Regions from separate parts of the Zea mays genome. Here region 1 is linked to region 2. A link is a contact called in public Hi-C data. All regions are on one chromosome and are shown on one strand. Each heading gives the region's core, a stretch centred on a gene start, on an enhancer-like site or on the middle of the called end of the contact. The rest is flanking DNA. Distances are from core to core; before and after follow the strand shown. Region 1 holds the start of LOC100193441. Region 2 holds the start of LOC100278121.

Region 1 (4,378 bases), core at 177-2,676, 310 kb before region 2:
CCAGGTCAGGATGAAGCTGCTGATAAAATAGAGAAGAAAATAATGCCAACCGAAAACTGTAAAATGACAGCAAAACTAGCTAATGATCTGCTTGCTTGAACGATGCATGGCCTTGGAACAGCCCACAGGCTGCTGCTCTGACTGCTAAGTTCACCTTTGGGAAGAAAGCACATTTGTCCTCAAAAGTTACTTTGGCTGCTATATGAATATCTCGGATTCATGCTATCTTCTCAGAAATTCCATCCAAGCATTAGATGTGTCCCTAGTTTATATGTAACTTTAGCTGTGCTTGTCAGACGCAGAAAGAACTACATGTATTTTCTATGTTATTAGTAAATCGGGGGGAGCACCCTTGTGTATCTGAGTATCAGCTTCCATTATGAACAGTTGTACCGAATTTTAAGGCATGTTTTAGAATACATGAACTAAAAATATTTGGATTGAGGAAAACATTGCTTCTTTATATGTGACCCGCCACAGGTCTGCATTGCATACCTACAACTATAATGATAGCAAGGCAAATGCATCAGAGTCTGTCGACCAACTCTCACGTCAACAATGCAGAAATAGAGCAGCTGAAGGTGGATGAGATGGAGGAGGTCAGGAGGAGGCATTCTGATGTTAGCTAGTCTGACCTGTGAACGGAGTAGCACCATGTTACCAAAACAATGCAGGATTGAGGGGGGAGGAGAGAAAACAATCTTTTAAGGATAATTGTGCTAATACAAGAGCACAGCAAAATGGCTACAGCCTTTAGTACAATAATTTGAGCATGTAAACTGGCAGGAATCTAAAGCCTGAAAATCCATTTGTGCTATGAAACTAGCAAGCAAGATAAGATCATCAAAGTTCCCTTGATGAACTCTGGCATCAGGTACGCAAGAAACTGAATGCAGTTCAAATAGGAAGATGCGTTGAGGTATTACATCAAACAGCTTGCTTACACGAGCAAGATGCAACAGGCCTCGCCTAGCCACTGGCCATAGAGCATCGCCTTAGCATCAACAACGGCGTAAGAAGCCCTATGGCCGATCTAGGATTTAATAGCGCCCCGGGCCGATTTCAATATGGCAAAACTACAAATATACACGATACAAAACATAATGTGTCAAATGTACAATACAAAACAAAGTCCTCACCTTAATCCTCTGTTCCTCACCTGAGTCACTTCAATCTCTAAGGCGCCGAGCAGCAACACAGCACCCTCGCGCCCCTGCTAGCGCCTAGCAGCAGCACGCCAGCACCAGCGCACCGCCGAGGTGACGAGCCGCCGGCGTCGAGCGCCTAGCAGCAGCACCGCCAAAGCAAGCCCCGTGCGTGCCTGAGCCGCTGCGCGAGTACTACATGCACCTACGCGAGTGCCCCAGCCGGCTGCCCGCCGCCGCACAGCCCCTCGGCCACCGCTCGCTCGCGCGCAGGCGCAGCCTCGCCCTCACGGTCTCGCCAGCTCCCCAAACGCGAATGTGAATATCCTGGCCCAAACCAAATACCGCTATATGGGCCACGACCCGGCCATGCCCCAGCGGCCCGCGGGGCAGATCCGCTCCATTTATATCATAACCTTACGAGAGAGCCAGCTAACATATATATTTACTAGGTATAGGTCTGTGCGTTACTATGAAATTGATATGATAAAAATGTATTGATATACAAAAACACTAATTGTTATTCTATATTTTTGTTAATATCACTAAAGGAAATGTTTACATACCTTGCAAACATAAAAATAGAACGCACTTTCATCAAATTAAAAATAATGACAATGTTAAATATAAATATTAGCATCCTCACAAGATTAGAACAGTTATCTACAAGAAGTTTTATCTGAAATTCGGGCAAAATGCACAATCTCAGCAGTATAAAGAAGTATAATAAAATCATGGTGATAATGTTTAGCCAAAACAACTATATATACACATGTTCTGAAGTTTAATAACAGATAAAATTTAGATCTTGTTTTGATAAGCCATAATGAACAAAACAATTGAACTACTACATAACAGCTTGAAGACTGTTGCATGTATATCCAAAGGTTTATATTTTGAGTCACGCCGAACAGGCTACAGACCATAGACACAATTCCAACGGCGCAATTATACAATAATCTGTCAGATCGCTTGGAGTTGGCGGTCAAAAAAGTTGTCTGATGACTGGCACACGACACTGATAATTTCTTTCTTGTTTCTTAAAGCTGCTCCTGGAGTCTTCTTCCTAAGCTTTGAATGACTCGTATAAGGCTGCTGCATTAGATAACCTTTGGCCTTTCTTTTCCCATTTCGGAAACAATATGCAAACAAAATCAGAAGTATAAGGCTAAGTTGTAGACTGCGCACTTACCAAACTATTATTTGCCAAGGGCCCAAGCTCTATATTTTAGAATCACAATTCCAAACATTGTAAGAGAAACACAAAACTGATCAAAACTTGATGCTAATTCACTTTTCATGCAAGGACCAGAGATTGCTGAACAAAACTTTTAGAAACTACAAATATGAGATCTTACAAATTCATTAACTGGAACCAGATTATCACAAAGATATTACTTCGACCTATCATTCTCTGCATTTAAATTGAAGCTGACATTCAAAAAATAGTATTTATGTAATTAGGGACGTATGAACTTGCGTGTGATGAGGATGGGGTGGATACCAGAAATGTTGTACACTTACGCAGACAACATGGAGATTGAAATGAACACTACTTTAACCATGATTTTTTCTCCAACCTGAGATTTTGCCACATGGTCAAGGTGATTGAAGGCACTTGATTGAGCAATGCGTTTGATTTCTTTAGCATCATCTTCCTCATAAGCAGACAATAGCTTCATTGCACATCGATTCTGGTCGCTATTGAGGAAGGCTTGAACCCTATTAAACGACTTTACTTTACTCTTCATGGTTTGATGGGGGCAAAATAGCACATGGCACAAATATTGTTATACAAAATCCACCAATGTACAACTTACTCTAAGCAGTCATTGTAGCATTTTTGAGCTTGCTGAAAATCATGTGTGTAAAGATAGATGATGATCGCACTGAGATAGGCCTGAATGCCAGAAACAAATTTTGAATCAGACAAGTTTTGTGTTCAAGACATAAATGACTAAGCAATTTTGTTTTCAAGACATGATCACAGATAAAGCTGAAAGATACAAATATAATGCGCTAATTTTTAAAATGATCAATTCATTAATACACATGTAGTTTTTGAATAATATATAAGCAATTTCAGTTATTAGTTAGAAAAAAAGATTACCTTGCATTGGCTATTGATGGCATTGCACTTATCAGCAGCTGAACCGAGTCTTGAAAACAAAGCAGCAGCATCTGAATATCAATCCAACGGACAAACATGGGAGTGAATTGTAAGATGGTCATGTTAGTTACTTGCAATGCTACATGATAAGAACATGCAAATCTATCAGTATACACGATTCCAAGGTGTTAGGTTGTAATACCCAAATTGTAAGGAAGAATAAAAGGAGCAATTGTTTCCCTTTATATATGTGTGTGCATCTCTATTTATCATCACATGTGACTACTCATGTAAAAAAAGTAAAACCTTAATAAGACACAAATAAACTATTGCATCACATTGGATTTTTGTTTGTTTGTGCATTTAAAACAATAGTAACATGGATAATATATATATATATATTATAATGAGTAGAAGATTTAGATTAAACCCTAGATTTGAATTTGGGGTTTAAATAGAAAAGAAGAAATAAATATTATGAGACACCAAAATAAATCCATAAATAAATAAATGGACCCCACATTGATATATTCAAATTGAATGATTAACTTGAGCACAAATCTTGTGGAGAAATCTGAATTCAAGTTTTAGATTTGGAAATAAAAAAAGGAAAACAAAAACAGAAAATAAAAAGGATAAAAGAAAAGGGAATGGCATATTGGGCCCAATCCCACGTATCTGGCCCATCAGTGGATGCCATCCGCACAGCCCACACTCCCTATTCCACTGCGCGCGATGTCGCTGACGGGCGCGGACCCACTGGCAGCCACTAACAACCGAGCACCCGTGCGCGCTCCGCAGCTTCCTTGCTGGCTGGATGTGGGGCCCAGCCGTCAGGCCTCCGTCTTCCTCGCGCCCGTCTGCCCCACGGACTCCGCGCAGCACGCGCTGTGTTGTTGCACGGCTGTGGATCACACGCGCGCGTCCTCCCCACGTCTATATAGTCAAGCCAAACACCCCCCTTCCCTGCGTTCGTAGGTCAACTCTTCATAGAGAAATTGTCGCCGCCATTGCTGCTGAGTGTGGGCAAGTGTGGAACTTCACCGAGATTAGTGTGCCACTCGGAACGAGTTGGTTGGGGAGCTTCGCCTCGGCTCGGAGATTGTTTCCGTGGCATCTACAT
Region 2 (4,540 bases), core at 1,994-4,493:
GAAAAAACAAACGAGTTCGGTTTCAGTTTTTTATTTCAGTTTTTTTAGTAAAAAACGAACACCAAACTTATAATCAAGAATTGTTTATGGTAAAAACGACAATTTTGGCTCGGTTTGGTTTTTGGTTTATGGTAAAAAAAATGCCCACCTCCTAGCAGTGGTGTCAACAACCGACCAGGAATTGTTGGAAATTTTTATGTAGCATGTCAAATGAAATATACGCAAAACAGACCTACAGCACGCCAGCACCAATGGCAGATTGCATCAGCGATAGATTGAAGCCACTCACCGTACACCATCCCTCTGCCAGTGCCATCCGGCGTCCATGTCATAGATTACTGTTCCCAAAATACACTAATGTGATAATGACATCGTTAATGGATAAGTGCTACAATAGCCACCAGAAATAAGAACCTAAGAATCACTGCTGTTGCGAAATGAAACTAACTCCCGCATGATGGAGAGATTTTTGCAATTTTGGCACTCGATTCATCGGACTTCAGACTATTGGCATCATGAAGACAGTAATTGCTCTGTTGGCATTATAATAATGCACCCTTTGAATACTTGGCATCCTCCAGTGCTAATTGTCATTTGTTGTTGTGTTCGACCTATCACACCCCTCGCTTTCTCCGTTTTCGAGCTCCAATCACCATGCACTCTGGTCCAAGCGCTGCCCCGGAGCCTGTGAATGGAATGAGTGAGTGAGAACTGAGTGACTGAGAGGTCAGCTTGTGGAATCAAGGGATGCAAGCTGTCGTTGCAGTTGCCTCTATCCATGCACACATTCCCTGCCCTTGCTGCAATGTTGCGTGCCTCCGTCCGCGTGCCTTCTCCTTCTTTGAACATATGTTGCTAATTGCTACATGGCTTAGTTAGCCTAACTGCTATACAATGCATATGGGAGCTGCAACCCTCCAGTTATCTATGTGATGTGTTTACTCACATGCCCCAGTTACTGACGTCAAGAACTCAAGATCAAACACATTCCATTCTTGCTTAGCTAGACCGGGATCAGCTGCAAGGCGAGATGACGTGCTGCCGCCCACCGGTTCAACAGCACAGCCACATGGGACAGTGACAGCAATTTTGATTCCTGCACATCAAGAACGAGCTGCTAACTTTATCTTGGACGCTGTTCATCTGATTACAAACCTTGCAAACCCACCAGGCAGCAGCATATATTACACCGGACTATTTCAGAACAGAGATCGTCTTACTGACAGATTAAGACGATGAACAATCCAATCCAGAAGCAGGCGTCGACAATCATGGCAGTCGCTGCTCCCACTCTTCGTCCTCCTACTCCTGCTCCCACTCTTCGTGGTTGTCATCATAGCAGCCGCCGCCCTCGCGGATCGATGTGGAACTAGTGCCACCCGTACTTGAAGGCCGATCGGTCGCTGAGCACCCCAGTTTTGCCACGATAGACGAGACGGCTCACCAGGTACTGGTTATGTTTCGCATATAGGTTACACTGCCTGAGGGTCACGGCCAATGAGACGGCTCAGCGATGGGCAGCGAGCGTTGGTTGGCACCGGCGCCAAGGTTGGTATTTCCGCTGCCTGGGCACACGAGCACAGGGGCGGATCTGCGTCCAGGGCTGCCCGGGCTGCAGCCCCGGTCGCAGTCCAGTAACTTCAGCGAACAGGCCCACAAAGTCCAACAAAAAATAGGTCATCCACAGCTCCATCGTGGCATCGCTCGCTCGCTCAGCCCCCCGGCCGCCACGACAAAGGTCTCCATCGCCGCCACGACAAGGCTCTCCATCACCGGCGCTCGGTGCGGCGACGCTCCATCGCGGGCACGCTCGTGCGCGCCATCGCGACCTCGCGGGCGCGACACAACGGTTCTGGAAGTTCAGCACCGCATCAACAGCTCGCTAGCTCCTGCGTCGGCCTCCCGTCGGTGGCTTCGACAGTCCAGCAGTTCGGCACCGCATCGGCCTCCCATCAACAGCTAGCCAGCTCCACGCCTCCGCTTGCTTTTGCTGCTCTGACCGAGGGAGCTGTGAATGTGAAAACTGAAAACTGAAAAGTGAACCGTGCTATACTGTTGTGTCATGTGCTAGCTGCTTTGATTTGAACCGTTTGCTAGTTGCTAAGTATTGGTAGTTTGATTTGATTATTTATTTGCTAGAGGGAGAGTCCCTGTTTGTTAGTTTAGTAGGTTATTTGAGAAAAATTAAATTTTTATGTTTGTGGGGATATCTTTGTAGATATTAAAGATGAAAAGAATTTGAAGCATTTTTAAGACTTAAGAACTCAGAAGATAGATTTACCTCACAACATCAACTCACGAACGACTCACGAACGGTATGTATTGATTATTGTATTTTTAGAATTCATATCGATTTATTTTGAGCTATATATTAGTAGCCTGGTAGCCCACCTCTTGGATCAATCCTAGATCCGCCACTGCACGAGCAGAAGGTCTTATCTTATGTTTGTCTCTGTCCTGGGGTGAGCTCCCATGCATGGTGAACGAAACTTGAAGACGGAGAAAACGAGGGGCAGAATGGGTAGAACACAACAACAAATGACGATCAGCAGTCAGCACTATGAGATGCGAAATGTTCAAAGGGCGTGTGATTATAATGCCAGCAAAGCAATTGTCGTCTTCGCGATGCCAATAGTCTGAAGCCCAATTAGAGTGCCAAAATTGCAAAAATCTCGATGATGGAAATCTATCTGAAACATCCGTGCTACTCCAATCGGCAAATTCTAACAGCAATGGCATCAACGGAAGGTATTATGAACTATGATCGATACAGGCTAGCTAAGGGTAGTCTAAAGGGAAAAAATGAACCGCGTGGCAACACTAGCGCCAGTGACACCCATCACCGGAACAGATCGCCGAAACATTGCGCCCATCCCCTAGCGCAGGGGCATCGCACACAAGCGTCAACCAGGGCGGCCGAGATCTAGAAGCGGACTTGATCGGGGGGTTCACCTGGTTGGTCAGCGCTTCTTGTGCTCCTGGACGAACTTGGAGTTCTTGAGGTCCTCCTCGGTGAAGTTGGCCGTCATCTTAGTGATGATGAAGCCGGTGATGGCGAACCCCGTGAGGAAGGGCCAATTGCGCTTCCACTCCCGGCGGAAGAAGACCGGCCACGGATCGAACGTCTTCATCTACTAGGCCTCCGGCTCCGGCTCCGGCTCCGGCTGCTCGCGATCTCCTCGCACCCTCCTCCTCCGGCTTCGCTTCTCGCGAGATTGAGGTGAGAAGTGGATGGGGTCGAATGGAAATTCTCCTTCGAGTTCGATCCCCTCCCCCTCGTAGCGGCGCTGCGACGACCTGCACTGCACCCACCTAGGGTTAGGATTTGAATGGGCCATGGTGAGTGTCAGGCTCGATCCTATGGATTGTTGGGCCGGAAACAGAAGCGCATTCTTTTTCTGTTTCGATAACGGCCCATTTGGATCGAGCTCCTCGACGAATGTAGAAGTGTCTGTTTTGTTTTCGTACGGGTCGTATAGCACTGCTCAATGTGTAAATGCGTTGCAACGGAAAAAATTATAAATATTCATAAAACGAGATGGTACATGCCTATCTACCTATTTGTGTTTTATTTTTATAATTTATTAAAACCATAGTTTATTATATGATGACTATAATATTTATAGTATAAGCTAATATTATATCATTTAATTTTATACTATTCATGCATTTTTTGCGCATCTATAAGAATTACTGAAATCTATACTACTCTATTAAAAATCTAATGTGGGCACCCGGTGATACTATTGGTGTTTCAAAATTTTGGGGTTAACCACCAGATCACATATATCTCAATGTTTAGAAATAAATAATAGTTATATTTGAATAAATGAAAGAGAAATAAGCTTAACCATTTCGTATAATCGATTTTGGTGTTTGACGACCATCACAAACCGTATTGTCGGCGTTTCGACCCCGGGGGGTCCCTGGACCGACGAGTAAATTGTCGCTGCGTGTCCCAGCCTAGATGGGTCGGCGCGAGACGGAACACAAGGGGGAAAAGCAATAAGGGGAACCGCGGCTCGTGTTGTCCTGCGCCCAGGGCGGATGCGCTTGCAGTAGGGGGTTACAAGCGTTCGCGAGGGAGAGAGAGAGCCTGTTCGTCAGCCCGTCCTCCCACGAGGCTACCTTCTCGTACGAGGGCCCTAGACCTTCCTTTTATAGACATAAGGAGAGGGCCCAGATGTACAATGGGGATGTAGCAGTGTGCTAACGTGTCTGGCAGAGAGGAGTCAGAGTCCTATGTACATGCCGACGTGGCTGTTGGAGAGGTGTTGGTGCCCTGTTCATGTGATGTCGTGGCCGTCGGAGGAGCGCTTAAACCCTGTAGAAGCACAGCTGTCGGGGCTATTGGGACCTTGCTGATGTCTCCTTGCTTCCATAGGGGGCTGAGAACCGCCATCGTCATGGAGCACGCGGGGTGTCATCATTACTTGTTTTACCGGGGCGAGCCAGATGGGACGCCGGTCTTGTTCCTCGTAGCCTGAGCTAGCTAGGGGTAGGGTAATGATGTACCCCCCTGCGACGTGATCGGCCCAAG

Evidence for each region. Hi-C and Micro-C count contacts between places; a contact is called where the count stands out from the background.
Region 1: a contact with region 2 is called in a Hi-C map of ear, with 5 times the contacts expected there. The contact joins the promoter of LOC100193441 here to the promoter of LOC100278121 in region 2. A contact is called at or near these places in 6 of 25 Hi-C or Micro-C datasets (bundle sheath, ear, endosperm and 2 more) and 1 of 3 datasets of contacts at active chromatin or transcription factors (leaf).

The regions. Positions count from the first base shown.
Region 1 is chr6:44,620,222-44,624,599 of Zm-B73-REFERENCE-NAM-5.0, reverse strand. LOC100193441 reads right to left here and starts at 1,426. Exons shown (of 2, transcript NM_001138560.1): 1 at 1,160-1,426. It overlaps LOC118472177 (a long non-coding RNA gene), which reads right to left and starts at 3,311. Exons shown (of 3, transcript XR_004850118.1): 1 at 3,256-3,311; 2 at 2,966-3,045; 3 at 1,975-2,867.
Region 2 is chr6:44,309,249-44,313,788 of Zm-B73-REFERENCE-NAM-5.0, reverse strand. LOC100278121 reads right to left here and starts at 3,243. Exons shown (of 2, transcript NM_001363950.1): 1 at 2,953-3,243. The coding sequence starts at 3,131. The coding sequence ends at 2,961.